2 separate regions of the Gossypium hirsutum genome follow, and region 1 is linked to region 2. A link is a contact called in public Hi-C data. All regions are on one chromosome and are shown on one strand. The core of a region is the stretch at or near the end of the contact, and the rest is flanking DNA. Distances in the headings are between cores, read along the strand shown.

What was found. A called contact is a pair of places that touch in the nucleus more often than the background predicts.
Region 1: a Hi-C map of hypocotyl shows a contact between it and region 2, with 3 times the contacts expected there. The contact joins the promoter of LOC107943432 here to the enhancer-like site in region 2. A contact is called at or near these places in 6 of 34 Hi-C or Micro-C datasets (anther, callus, fibers and 2 more).

The regions. Positions count from the first base shown.
Region 1 is chrA06:717,002-724,296 of Gossypium_hirsutum_v2.1, reverse strand. LOC107943432 (bifunctional nuclease 1) reads right to left here and starts at 3,455. Exons shown (of 11, transcript XM_016877188.2): 1 at 3,357-3,455; 2 at 2,627-2,960; 3 at 2,072-2,242; 4 at 1,940-1,989; 5 at 1,790-1,846; 6 at 1,632-1,697; 7 at 1,438-1,512; 8 at 906-1,024; 9 at 715-806; 10 at 563-627; 11 at 232-449. The coding sequence starts at 2,933. The coding sequence ends at 566.
Region 2 is chrA06:671,680-679,075 of Gossypium_hirsutum_v2.1, reverse strand. No RefSeq gene overlaps it. Among protein-coding and RNA genes, the nearest start is that of LOC121231206, 18 kb to the left of the region's middle. Within about 2 kb of position 5,940, at least 3 of the 9 cell types and tissues checked have an H3K27ac peak or open chromatin away from gene starts, as enhancers often do. A contact at or near this core is called in hypocotyl and leaf, where this site is marked.

The DNA of each region.
Region 1 (7,295 bases), core at 2,206-4,705, 48 kb before region 2:
TTTACAAGGTTAGGTCATTGCAGATTTGAATCATTTCGAGCTCAATCGTCTCAATTTCAAATCATTAAGAGTCAAATTATATTTTGTTAAAAAAATAGTCAAATTAATCTGTCATTGTATTAAGAGTTAAATTACATTTTATTTCCTTATTAAAAAAAAGTCCAATTAATCTCAAAGAGTAAATTTTATCCATTTTCAGCATTAAAAACAGCATTATAAATTGATAAAGCATAAACCAACGAGCTTAATCTAGCATATTACATCCCATTTTTCTTAAATGTATGTATCTATACATATATTTACATACTTCCCCCCTTACATATATGGTAGAAGATAACATATATATAACCGAACTGATTGCTTCGCTACCGTATGTTGCCACTGCCCAGCTGAGTCTATCGGCTTCCAACAATAATTCCTATTTACAATCGGAGTCGCCAATGGAACGACTGAGACATCAATAAGAACTCGTCAATGGTCTATTGACTGGAGCCGGAGACTGATATATGAAACACAATTACACCTTAAAAGATTCAACCTAAATTGGGTTTATTAACACCACCTGTCACGTATATTTCTTCAAGTTCCTTTGAGCTCGAAACTGACCTAGCTTGTCTCTCAAGTCGGCTGTCGAAGAGTATCACAATGATAAATATGTTAAAAGAGACAAGCTACAACTGAATAGATAAGGGAGAGCGAGTGAGAGGATGTTACCGGCATCCTTGTAGCGCTCCTGATTGATAGCCTGGTTTAAGTCACAGACAATGTTGAACTCCTCTGTGTCGAGACAATGCTGACCGCTTGGCCTGGAAATGTAAATTAAAGCATGTTACATTCTAACTGTTTGGAAACTGCAAGTGTAAGTGTGTTCTATTATCTCGATAAAAGAGCAAAAGCAATCTAACTGATCAAGTTCGGTGAATAATAAGCCGTCTGAAGCTGGGGACTGTGTTGACAGCTTCCCTGATTCGATTACGCGCATACCGTCACTGTATGCCAAGTACTTATTAACTTGTATAGGTACCTGCATAACACAAGCATTTGGTAAGAAAGAAAAAAGAAAGGGAATGGTAAAAGTACCATAGAAGCTCTTGTACTAGAAGTTAAATTGCATTTTTCCCCTCTTAAAAACGAGCAAATTAATCCCTATATATTTAGATCAAAGAGCAAATTAGTCCTTTCTATTAAAAATTCATCTATTTGTACTGTTAAAAGCTGTTGTGTTTGATGGAATAACCAGACAATGTACGTCAGCGTGACAAACAGGGACTAATTTTTAACAGAAAAACCAATTTGCTCTTTGTTCTAACATATAGGGACTAATTTACCCATTTTATGACTAGAGGGGGCAAAACGCAATCCGACTCCTACTACAGAGGCCTCCATGATACTTTTACCAAAAAGAAACTATACTAAAAAATAACGCGTAACGAGTACCTTGCACCTCACGGCAATGTTGATGGCATCAGAAGGCCGAAGGTCAAAACAGACAGACTCTGTCTCATCACCGACCTGTAAGAACATCATCCAACATGAGTCGATGAAGACTATACAAGAATATCCCCAAGTTAAATGTCACACGAATGTGCTAATAGTGGAACCAGAAGTTCAACATTGAAGTACATGTATACCTTGGTCAGATAAAGCTGTGCAAAATAGGCCTCGTGTACTCTTTTAGTAACTCGAACAAGCTTTACCTGCAAAAACCCGACATAAACATCATGAATTCACAATCAGATCTCAAATGAATGAAGATAAGTCCGAATATGGTGGCGGAAATGAACTGTACCGTGTAGCCCATCTTGTCAATCATGTTCTTCACTACTTGATACATAGTAGGTCTAGCCTGGAAATGATAGTCAAAACATATGTTAGCATTCATATTCAATACAAAACCGATTCCAATCCTAACTTAATGGGAGAGAAAGCAATAACATACAATTTGGACATTACGTAATGCTGCCATGAGCAACGCACTCGGCATCTCCACTGAAATTGAAATCAAACGTCAACAATAAAAGCTAATAAACAGAGCCAAAAGATAGAAGGATCAAGTTTCATGATCACATACAAACAATGATCGGGAGAAGAAGACCGGTCCCATCTTCCATCTTCAGAACAATAGCAGGATGTGGTGCATAATCCGGAAGATGACCACCTTGAGGATTGTTATGGACACATCTTAAATGCTTACCATCCCTCATTTTGATCATAAATCCATCAGCTCCGCTCCTCACCTCAACTACATATGAAACAGACATACATATCATATCATATCAACAATTATCCACATACAAAAAACCGATTCTATATCTGAATTCATAGAACAACATATCAACAATTCTCTACATATAAAACCCGAATCTATATCGAATTCGAAGAACAACATATCAACTATTCTCTACATATAAAACCTGAATCTATATCGAATTCAAAGATAGCAACGACAACAACATATCAACAATTCTCTACATACAAAACCCAAGTCTATATCGAATTCCATGACTGACAGCAGCAACAACAACACATCAACAATTCTCTACATATAAAACCCGAGTCCATATCGAATTCGAATATGACAATAACATCAAATACGAAGTAATTCATTAGCTTAAAAACCACATACCAGCTTCAACCACACTAGAATTAACATAATCTTCATTGTTTTCATTGAAATTCTCAGCCATACTTCCATTCCCATCGGAAGATGAACTAAAAATACACTGCACCGTGGTGTTAAACCTCCTCCGCCGTTTCAGGTGACCGGAAATGCCACGTGGCTTACCTTTTCCATCAACTATCCCTCTATATCCCCATATATCACTCTGATGCAATCTAGACCTCGGAAAAGGCCCATTAAACGGCAGCGTATAAACCCCAACTTGCTTGCTATCAACGGCGGGGCAAATCACCGGTCCTTGCAAACAAACCATCTTTCTTTTTGGTCCCTCTTTTAGAACCTACCCCACAATTTGAAACAAATAAAAATATCAAATATCAGATATTTTTTGTGTAAAGATCATATCTTTAAAGGGAAAAATAAAAACCCATCAAAGATCAACACTCAATTACAATAATTAAAGCATAAATTATTTTTTTAAATGAAAAAATTATAGATAAAAATCAAGACTCTTTAAGTGTTAGTATAGAGATGAAATTATCAAAAGGGTCGATTTTGATCAGCGATCAGAGCAAAGTTTTTAGAGAATTACGAATCTTTGGAAGTTGAAGGAAAGCTTGTGTTATGAAAGAAGCCTTTTTTGATGATCAAAATCAAAGAAAAACAAACGAAGGGAAAAAAGAAGGAAAATAAAAGAGAAAATCTAGAAAAATGGAAAGTAAGTAAATAAACCGACAAGTTAAGGATCAGACGAAGGAACGAGAGATAGGCAGAAGATAACAGATACTTTTCATAGAGGCTTGAAATTTTTTATTTCTATATTAGTCCCTGAATCTTGTGATTGTTCGTTTAAATTTTTTTCATTCGTGTTACTCCTTGAACTTGTCAATTATTTTCATATTTAGGGACGAATCTAGAAATTTTTTAGTGAGGGCCAGAATAAAATTATAAATTTTTGAGAAGTAAAAATATAATTTTATCATTTATTAATTTATGATTTCATTATTTCTAAAAGGATTAAATATTAATTTTTCATTTTTAGGAGTCAAAGTTCAATTTTACCATATATTAACTTAAAATTTCATTATTTAAGATGGATTAAATTAAATAATTTTCATTTTTGGGGGGCAAGGCCTCTGCTTGTCCCCTTAAATTCATCTCTACCCATATTGAGATTTGAATTTTATTTATCTAAGTTTAGAGATTAACTTGGACAAAAAAAAATTCAAGTCCCAGTGTGAACAACTGCTTACTTCATGTCTTAATATGAGAATAATTATCAAGTTCGGAGAATAACTTTGAAAAAAGAAAAATTTAAGTCCCAATGTAGGAACTACCGCCAAGTTCAACCCCAAAAAATGGATTAACCCTAAATTATTATATAGATATAGCTATGATAATCTAATAAAGTTTTGGATTCGAGTTTATATATATATATATATATAATAGAGCTTTTCCTTTTTATAAGATTATAGTTTATCTTGACTTTAGATTTAATCGAGATTCAATATGATTATTGTATATCAAAAGTTTAAAATATATATATTAATATTTTATTAAACTAATATATACTCTCTCTCTTTTTAATTTATTTCTTCTTTTATTTTAAAAAATTTAATCACTTTGGGTTAAAAATTAAAGTTCAATTCAGCACAATTTTAGTGGATTTTTGTTAAAATCAAATATGAGGCATTTTAATATTCCACGTATTGATTTAAAAATTAAAATCCAATTAATTTCACACATTCAAATTTAATAAAGTTATTATTAATTGGACTTCAATTTTTAAATCAAATAAGATAGAGGGATAAAATTTTTAGAGTTAAAAGTTACACGATTTATCTATTAATCATGTGGTCGAAGGTTCTATCATTGCTCATGAGAATAGAGTACATTTCATGGTCAACCATTTACCTCTTCGAGGAGCACCTGGGACAAGAGAATTAGTTACTGCTACAAATAGTGGATACTCTTGATTATGATAAAAAAGTATGGTTAAATTTTAAAAATTCGAAAGTAGAGGGTTTGAGAGTAAAATTAAACCATTAAAGAAGTATAAAGAAAATTTTAAGCTTACGTGGTTGGAGGACTTGAGTTAGGGTCTCAGATATTGCATCACTAAAATTAGGACCAAAATTTAACTTTTTGACTTTTAGATGGCAAATTGCTTCATCATGAATAGTGTTCTCCAAATGTCACTATTTATATATATATATTTTTAAGCACTATTTATTTATATTTATTTTCTCTAAACATGCTTTGCCAACCTTTCAAGCTGGTCCATAGCCATAGGTTCAGCAATAATTTAGCTTTTGGTTGCGATCAATGAAAAATTGAATCTCATAATTTCGGCATGAATGTGAATAAACATATTTTTTTTTCTCAGGATTCAGTAATTATATTGGATTTTTTAAAATTAAATTCGAGTTTGGTTGAATATTTAAATAGTGATAAAAAAATTTTAATATTATTTTTTTATTTATAAGATTTAAATTCGAGATCTTACTTAAAATAGATCGAGCTTTAATTTAACTCAACTAGTGTTTATCGAAAAAAAATATTTTTAAAATAAAATAATAGATTAAATATCACTTGATTAAGACCCAAAAAAATGCAAAAATATTTTCCTCTAATATTTTTGTTAATGAACATGATTTACATAATAAAAAAGAAAAGCAAAAAATATCTAGTAATATTTTGCTGTGTAAAAGAAAAGATATTTTAGTGGATGTTGATAGATTTATATTATTTAATTTTTTCAAATAAAATTAAAGGAAAATTTAAAGGATTTTTTATACTAAATTAGAAGAAAATACGTGTTTAAATGTATTTGAATCTATGTTCGTTTAGTAATTGCAATAACAACGGTGCAAATTGAGGTAAGGCATAATCAGAAAAAATTTAGAAAACTTATGGTACAACTCCTTGTGAGAAGAAATTATATAATAAATATATTTATAAAAATATAATATACAAATAATCGAGGTTTGTTCAAATTGTAAAGTTAATATATTAAAAATCATAGTATTTTAGGATCAAATTTCATCATATACATTTTTTTAAATTTTACATAAATTATAAAACGACAAGAATACTCTCATAATAATGTTTATTATTTATAAAATGAATGAAATTTCTAATAAATTTTTAATTAAATTGAGACCAGATTGATGAAAGCTTTCAATCATGATGGAACTTAAATTAAAGCATTAGGACTAACACAATCAATGCTACATGATGGAACTTAAATTTAAGCATTAGGACTAGCACAATCAATGCTTCAATTATGATCTATACTATATTCTAAAAATCCAAATTAAATAATAATAATAAATTTTACGTATGAGAGATACACTTATATCAATGTAATATTTAATTGATTTTACACTTTTTCATAATTTTTTATACAGCTAACAATATAATATTTTAATCGTTATATTTTATGCGCTATTTATATAGATCATGCACGTCAAGTTTGATATAAATTAAAAATTTAGAACTATTCATTTTATGTAAAATAAAAAAATTCCAATCTTTAAATATTTATTAATATAAATAATATTTCAAATTGATACGATAGAGATATTAGATCAATTCAAAATTTTACATTTATAACAAATACAAGTATATTGATAAATTTAACTGTTGAATTGTTAAAATATTAATCATATAAAAAATTACGAAATAGTGTAAAACTCATTAAATTTTATACCAATATAAGTGAATTATTCTTCATATATATATATTCTTATCATTTTTCAAAGAAAAAGAAATTAAAAGCATATATGAAACAAGTGAGAAGTAGGAAATTTGAATTTGGTAAAATAGATACTTTTGGTATGCAATATATAGGAGATCCTTTTGAAATTGATACTGCAACCATAAAATTAAAACAGTTCCAAATCATGATTTCTCAAACATGCATACTTGATCTAATCATTATAAAAAGTTTTAAAGCCATTTTCCATATAACTTCAAAATTAGCTCTTAAAAAAATATAATTGAGTTAGGGTATCTTTAAATGGATAGTGTGTATATTTGCAGTTAGTTTAAAAACAGTAATAACAATAAGATTAGATATTATAACGTAAGATAAAAATAAAATTAAGTATACCGCACTGAAAATAAATGGCCATCCAAAAATTCCCTCAATCAATTAAACCACTAGTTTCAATTTTTATTTTTGTCATGATTTGTATTATTTTTAATTATATATCATCGATTAAATTGATGACTCCATCAACCAATTCATTTTGATTTTGACATGATTGATTTTTAAATGATTTTTGTTGTTCATAAAAATAAGATATTTAAGTTTTACAAAAAAGAAATATATGATCATAAATTAAGTTTAGTGTTTTTTTGGTGAATTATAATAACAGGGTAAAACTCGAATAACAAACACAATTAGTGCGACTCAAATTCAGGCCATACCTAAAACGATGAATACCATTCTAAATATAATATTTATAAATTAATTTTTTGGTTTTTAAAATCATATAATATTATATAAATTGTACAAAAAAGAATTAGATAATCTTAACATCAACTCTAGCCGTCTTATTTCCAACCGATAACGATGCCGGCGGTCGAAAATATCTTAGATTTCAGATGAGCGCCACGTGCATACTGTTTTTCTCATACGAACCGGATAAGGCAACTCATCATACTTGCA
Region 2 (7,396 bases), core at 4,691-7,190:
CCCCTTTGGAGTCTGAGAGCACTAATCGCCGTTCGTGGTAGCGCATTAGCGCCGAGAGGAGCACTTGGGGCTCGACTGGGCAACAAAAAAGGGGGAGAGGCTAGGGTTTGGCTGAATGATTTGATTTTTATCCCTTTTAAAGGGTCAAATACGACACCGTTTTAAGCCTGTTTCAATGGCTCAAAAACGACGTCCTCTGGTGGAGCCCCGACCTGATCCGGTTTGCTGCCCCTAGGACCCGCGCGTTTTCGCGGGGAGGGTTTATTTGCAATATCAGTCTTTCCCTTTTCGCCCCATTTTCAAATCAGTTTATATTGGCATTTCTTTTTCTTTTAAATTTCCCCCATAATTTGCGCGCGTTTGCATTTTAGTCTGCGCTTGTGTGTTGCGTTTTGAAGGCCTGGAATATTTCCAGTTTGAGTCCCTACACAGCTACGTGTATTACCTATTGTCCCTTTTACCATTATTGATTTATTTTCAAATTACCCCTTTTGTTTTAGTTTAATTTTAATTAAGTCTTTTTATTTTATAGCCCTTTTTATTCTTATTTATTTATTTGTACATTTCAAATAACTTTGGTAATTGTTTCTTCATTATTGTAAGTCTGTTTTTTTGTAACGTTATTATCACATTATGTATACTTTAAATGTTTATTTCCTTTATATTATTATACATATACATATATATTATATTCATACATATAATTCCTTTTGACTCTATCCATGTATTTTAGCATATATTTTTATTATTCTAACATGTTTTGTATACATGTTCTGCATAAAATTTAAATTATTTTTATACTTACTTATATTAGTATATATATTTGATTTACATACATCATTAAACCTATACATATTATCATTTCTATGTTAATTTACATATACTTACTTTTAGATTTATATGTATATATATTAATACATTTATTACTTTAATAGATTTTTCTATTTTAAAAACATTTTTTACTTTATGATTTGTCAAGTATTTTCTTTATGTATATATGAAATAATTTTAGAAACTTCATTTTTTTGTAATTATAAAATTATTATTCTTGAATATATCTTTATATTATATTGCTTCTTGTGTTTTATATAGCCTATTATTTAAATGTTTTGATATAAGGGTATGTATAATTTTTAGACTAACTTAAAATTTATATATGTATTATTATTAATCTCATTTTTTTACAATAAATTTGCATGTACATATGTTTTATAAATCTATTTTGTGTATTATGTCTTGTCATATATCTTTATTATTCTTTTGTATTATATATTATTTAAATTAGCATGTACTTTGTCAACTTTTAAATGAATTTGTGTCTAAAATATTTTACACGCAATTTGATTCAAACTTTTATTCTATAATATCCATTTCAAAAATTATATATCTATTCCTAGTTTTTTATACAAATTTGTCAACCTATATATTATGTGTCCATTTATTCGTTATTATTTTAAAATCGTTATGGCACATTAGCTTCTAATTGCTACGTTGTTTTTCTACATCTTGCATTGATTATTTTATATCATGCTATGTATATTATTGTGGCATATTATTGTGTGTATTGTTTTGGTTGTGTTGAATTGTTATATTATTATTTTCGTCATTGTATTATGATATCAATTATTTCCCGTGCATGATTGTAATCGGATTATATTTTTAGGTTAGTTATACTTAATTGTTAGTTCGTTAATTGATTGTATCTTATGTGTGTACATTATCCCCTATCATTGTTTTCCATTTGGTATATGAAATATGGTTTTATAAAATCCAAATTTTTATGATTAATTTCGTCTTATTTCAAAACGCATTAATGCGCTTTAAGCTAGTTTTTTAATCATTCATGTTTTCTAAAAATCCTTTAAAACGAAGGCGATGTTCGATATTTGGCAATTCGCGGAATCGTGCCCTAAGGTGCTGGGTTGCAATTTCTCGTTTGCTCAAAATAATCGAATGTCCTTTTGGAATTTCATTCATGTTTTCTAAAAACTCTTTAAAACGAAGGTAATACTCGATGTTTGGCAATTCGGGAATCGTGCCCTATCGTGCTGGGTTGCGATTTCCCGTTCGTTCAAAATAATCGAATATTCTTTTAGAATTTCACCCATGTCTTTAAAGATTCTATAAAACGAATGTGATGTTTGATGTTTGGCAATTCGGGGAATCGTGCCCTATCGTGCTGGCTTGCGATTTCCTGTTGGTTCAAAATAATCGAATATCCCCTTTAGAATTTCACTCATGTTTAGAAATTCTAGGAATCGTGCCCTACTGTGTTGGGTTTCGCTTTTACATTGAACTAAATAATCAGGCATCCTTTTGTAATTTTCAACTTATAAATTTTTAGAAGTTAAAATTTATCATGTTTTCGAGAGTATAAAGGATCATGTCCTATCGTGCTGGATGTGATGCTATATTCCTCTGAAACAAGAGGATTTTGATGACCAACTCGGGTTATTCAAATGTTATCAAAAGGGAACCACATTTCAAAATATTTTTAAATCTTAGACATAAGGATAGTATTTAATCGATTTGGTACCAATTTTGGGCGTAGTGAGGGTGCTAATCCTTTCTCATGCGCAACCGACTCCCGAACCTGTTTTCTCAAAAGTTCGTAAACCAAAATCGTTGTTTTAGTAAACAAAAATGTTTTATTAAAATAACCAAATTCTTAGGTGATCCGATCACACCAAAACAAAAAGGTCGGTGGCGACTCCATGTTTTATTTTCAAAAAGTCGATTCCCCATTTTTTCATTAAATTTAAAATTTTTGAAAGATGGTTTCGACAGCTTGGCGACTCCGCTGGGGATCGATCGAGAGAGTTGAGCCATAGAATTGATTGTTTCCTGTCTTTTTATCAAAAATCGAAGATTTATTTTAAAAATCATGTGTCTTCCAAATGCATTTGTTTGTGTGGTTGTTATGGTTCAGGTCTCGTAGAACAATATTACATTGCATTGCATGACCACTATGGCCACACCTTCTAAGTGGGAGTAAGAAACTATGCTTTCGTGAGGTTTTCACCTCCGCATGGGCAAGTGGATTGCTTCCGGGGTACATCCGTACCTATGATTTCGTGAGATTTTCATCTCCGCATGGTTATAGGGAAATGTATCCCCCTAAACCAAACTCGATCTATATGAGCCTATAATGGGTGAAGATTGAGGAATCTGCTGGTTTGGGTACCTTATCTCTAGAACCGAACCACATGTAGTGAACCTTAGGAGCTATCTTTGGGTGGAGCCGCGTCAAGCCTTAGTATTTACCTGTATATGCGTTGTAATTATCGTTTATGTGCTTGCATTTTATCACTATCATTTGATACTAACCTGTGTTTTGTTTTGATTGTGTTTTGCATGACATTGCATACTAAAGAACGTGTTGATTCGTATTCAATTACTAAGTTAGAAAGTTTGACATGGAGAATGAATTTCTTAGTAAAGTCGAGGATAATACGGCCATTCGTGCATGGTCAGAAAAGCTACAATCAGAGAAAGGGGATAGCTTGGCATAAGGATATATATCAGAGTTGCAGGAATTCACTCGCGTCAATGTAGCACAGAATGAGCTGCAAGAGTTGAGAGATATTTGGGCTAATTGGGATGAAGGGACCAAGCAGTTGTTTTATCAAAACTATGGTGATATATCCTACTTGCTAGACATTAGAGTGGATAAACATCTGTTCCAAGTTATAGTGCAGTTTTGGAATTCTGCTTACAAGTGTTTCACTTTTGGAGAAGTGGATTTGGTACCTACCATGGAGGAATACACTACTCTGCTCAGGTGTCCAAAAATTCAGGTCAGAAAGACTTATGCCCGGGTTTTTTGTGGTCAGAGTTTCGTGAAGAAATTGATCAACATTTCAGGGATGAGTGAGCCTTGGGTCACTGCTCGGATTCAACAAAAGGGAGATAGTAAATGTATCCCTTGGGAGAACTTGGGAGATTTGATTTTAACGCATCCAGATGAAAGAAAGAGGGTTGATATCTTCGCCTAAAGCATCTATGCTTGGTAATTTTTCCTAAGGCTTTGAGGCACGTGGACGAGGCAGTCATTGACTTATTCGATTGTCTTGAGAAGGGAATCACACCTGTACCAGTGATATTGGCTGAGACGTTCAGATCCTTGAGCACGTGTCGGAAGATAGGCGAGGGGCGGTTTATTGGATGTGCACAACTGTTGATGGTGTGGTTTCATGGGCACTTTTGGAAGGTAGACAAGGTTTCTTATCGGGTCTTTTTCGAAGGTTATTCCCCGTTAAAAGAGGAGGAGGCCTTACAAAGGAAAGAGGATATCTCGGAAGAGAAGTGGATGGAAATTCTTCAAAACATGACTGTGAGTCATTTGTCTAGGACAAATGATCATTTTTCACCATGGACAATACAATGTCAACCGTGAGATAAAACTGAACAAATTTAACATTAAAGAATCATGGATATCCAAAAAAAGGTAACACATACAACAAGTTCAATAGACTAAAGCTTGAAATAAGTTGCCTTGTAATGATATAATTAAATGAGAATGCACATATATTCTAATATATTAATGGTATCATTATTTTATCAAAATTAGAATTGGATTGTATAAATTATTTGATTAGAATTAATTAATTTCATTAATAATTAATTTTGAGATTTATTTAATTAATTATTTACTTAAATATTCGAGCTCAATTTTTTATTTAAATAAAAGAGAAGATGGCTCGAAAAATTTAGTCAGATTCGATCAAATTGACCCAAATAGGGCAATGGGATGGACCCAAATAGGGCAATGGGATGATGTCATGGGAGACATTCTCCTTAAGTAAGCTATTGGCTATCCCTTATGAGACCTAATTGTATCATGCCATCTCGGATTTAATTAATTTAGATATATGATTGAGAATAAATTTTTTTTCATAAATTATGTTATATATATATACTTGTTGAAATTCATTAATGCCCATATACTAACGGAAAACTCTGCAAAAAAAAATTCTCAGCCAAAATAAAATTTCTATTAAAACCCAAAATAGGAGACTAATCGAAAGGTTAGTAGAACAAAGGTTATACAAAAGCCAACACCCTGAAATCTCAACTACACTGCAGCGAAGTACAATCACACACCTTACAAAACTAATGAAAAGGCCACATTCAAACCAAGAAACACTCTAATTTTTCGTCTTGACAACCCAAAGCAATGTATTTTATTTGAATATTTTTATTGCACTCAAATAACTTGTGTTTGGATTCTAAATTAGGAGTAATCTAGCAATTATACTTAAGGATCTAGAGAGCTTAAAATTTTTGGCTTAAAATGTAGAAGTTTAAACAACCCTCCTCGAGGAAGTTTTCATTTTGTCTTATGTATGGCTTTTCACATTAGAGTTTACTTTTTAAGTAATTGTGGGTACGGAAATATAGAAGATCAATTAATTGAAAATTTAAAGAGTTTAAATTTTGATTTGAATTTATCGAAAAGTTCAATTATCTTCTCAAAGAATTTGACGACTTAAACTTTGACACATAAATAATTATTCAATTAAAGCTATTACTTTAAATATCATAAAAAATTATTTTAGAAAATTTAAAATTTCTCTACACTATCTCTAGCATATTGGCTAAAGGTTTCAAAGTTTCAAATTCAAAGTCTGCCTAATGGGAGGATTGATTGTATAAATAAACTATGAATTAGAACAATTCAGATTATAAATTAACTAATCAGATTAAACCCTCACACATAACATGATTAAATTCAAAAATTTCATTTTTACCAATTGTGGGAAGTACTCATTGGCTCAACTATAAAATTAAAGAGGGGAACTGCTCATTCATTGAACTTATTTGCATGAAATGATTGATTTAGTGATGAAATAGAAAGATAGGGATAATCATTGGTGGCCCGTTATTTGATAGAGTGGAAACCTTATCATTGATGCAATGAGTACAAGAAGTGGGCTAAGAACTTATTCTGGTTAAATCTACTTTTATCTTTCTTTTTGGGGCAGTAAAGCCCATCCCTCCTTTGGGCAAATCCCGCTTCGACTTTGAATGCACAACAACAACAATAATAATGAAAATAATGATGATAACTCTGGGTGGTGAAGGATTATTCATTCATATGATTTATGTAGGTTCAAAGTTTTTAAACAGTAAATAGTATGTCTTTATTTGAGTAATTTCTCTTGATTGTATAATATTAAAAAATTAAAAATATATTATAATTTAATAATTAAAGGTGAAATGAAGATACTTATAATCAAACTTAAACTCTCATGCGTTATCAACTATAACATAATACTCTTGTTATCAACTTAAAAAGTTGACATATATCCAACTTATTATAAAAATTTTAAAAAAATTATTGTGTTAATTATTTTTTATTTTTAAATTCAAATCTATTATTTTATTTTTAAACGATATTTAAAGGGTTTATATGCATCTTAGGTGGCAACTCAATTGAAATTTACATTAAATCTAATTGAAAAATTAAATATATATATATATATATTATTAATTATTTATTTTATTTGTGAGTTGTGACCCATAAAAAGTTATAGGCGCACATGATGACTAGAGGGTCAACTTGAAATTTGCATCTAACCTAATAGAGAAGTAAAGTTTAAAAAATAATTTTGTTGAATCCTATATAAGATGATCTGATGGTTAAAAGTGTTTATTATTTTAAATGCGGTTTGAATTTAAGTTGCACTAGTCACGTTTGTAGTTTTGTCTTAATTGTTATTATAATTCACTAAAAAAATAGTTTTATTAATTATTTTTATTTTTATTTTTTATTATTGGAGTGGAGATGAATTGCACGGTTTAAATCTATGTCAAATAGACGTCTAATAAAATTTTAACTACTATTTCATATGTTCGCTCAATAATTGATTTAGCTATATCTAATTTACTTTGAAGAAGAATTATATTGTTGTTAAATGTTGTATTTAAAAGATTAATCTATATGTTAACTCACAAATAATTTAATATTTATCATAAATTTATTTTTTATAATTTTAAATAAATATTTAACTGATTAAGTATTAATTCAAATTTAATTGGCACAAGGGTAAACTTAAGAGCCAAGGAAATGGCCTTGACCTCGTTCCTTCAAATACGCTTTAAGTTATTTGTTGAAACGTTAGTAAAATTGACAATTTTACTTTAAAAATTTACACATTAATCTCGTCCCCTAATACAAAAATTTTTATTTATTCTCAATTAACAATAATATTATTATGCAGATTCAAAAGAATTAAACACGTAATGTCTTATTCGAAGTTTGAAACATTAACTCAAATAATAATCTATATTAATAACCAAAATATTTGATTAAATTTAATGTCATGAGATACAAATTACTGAAAAAAATATAATTAATAGGTCCAATATTAAAATAATAATTTATTTTATAAAA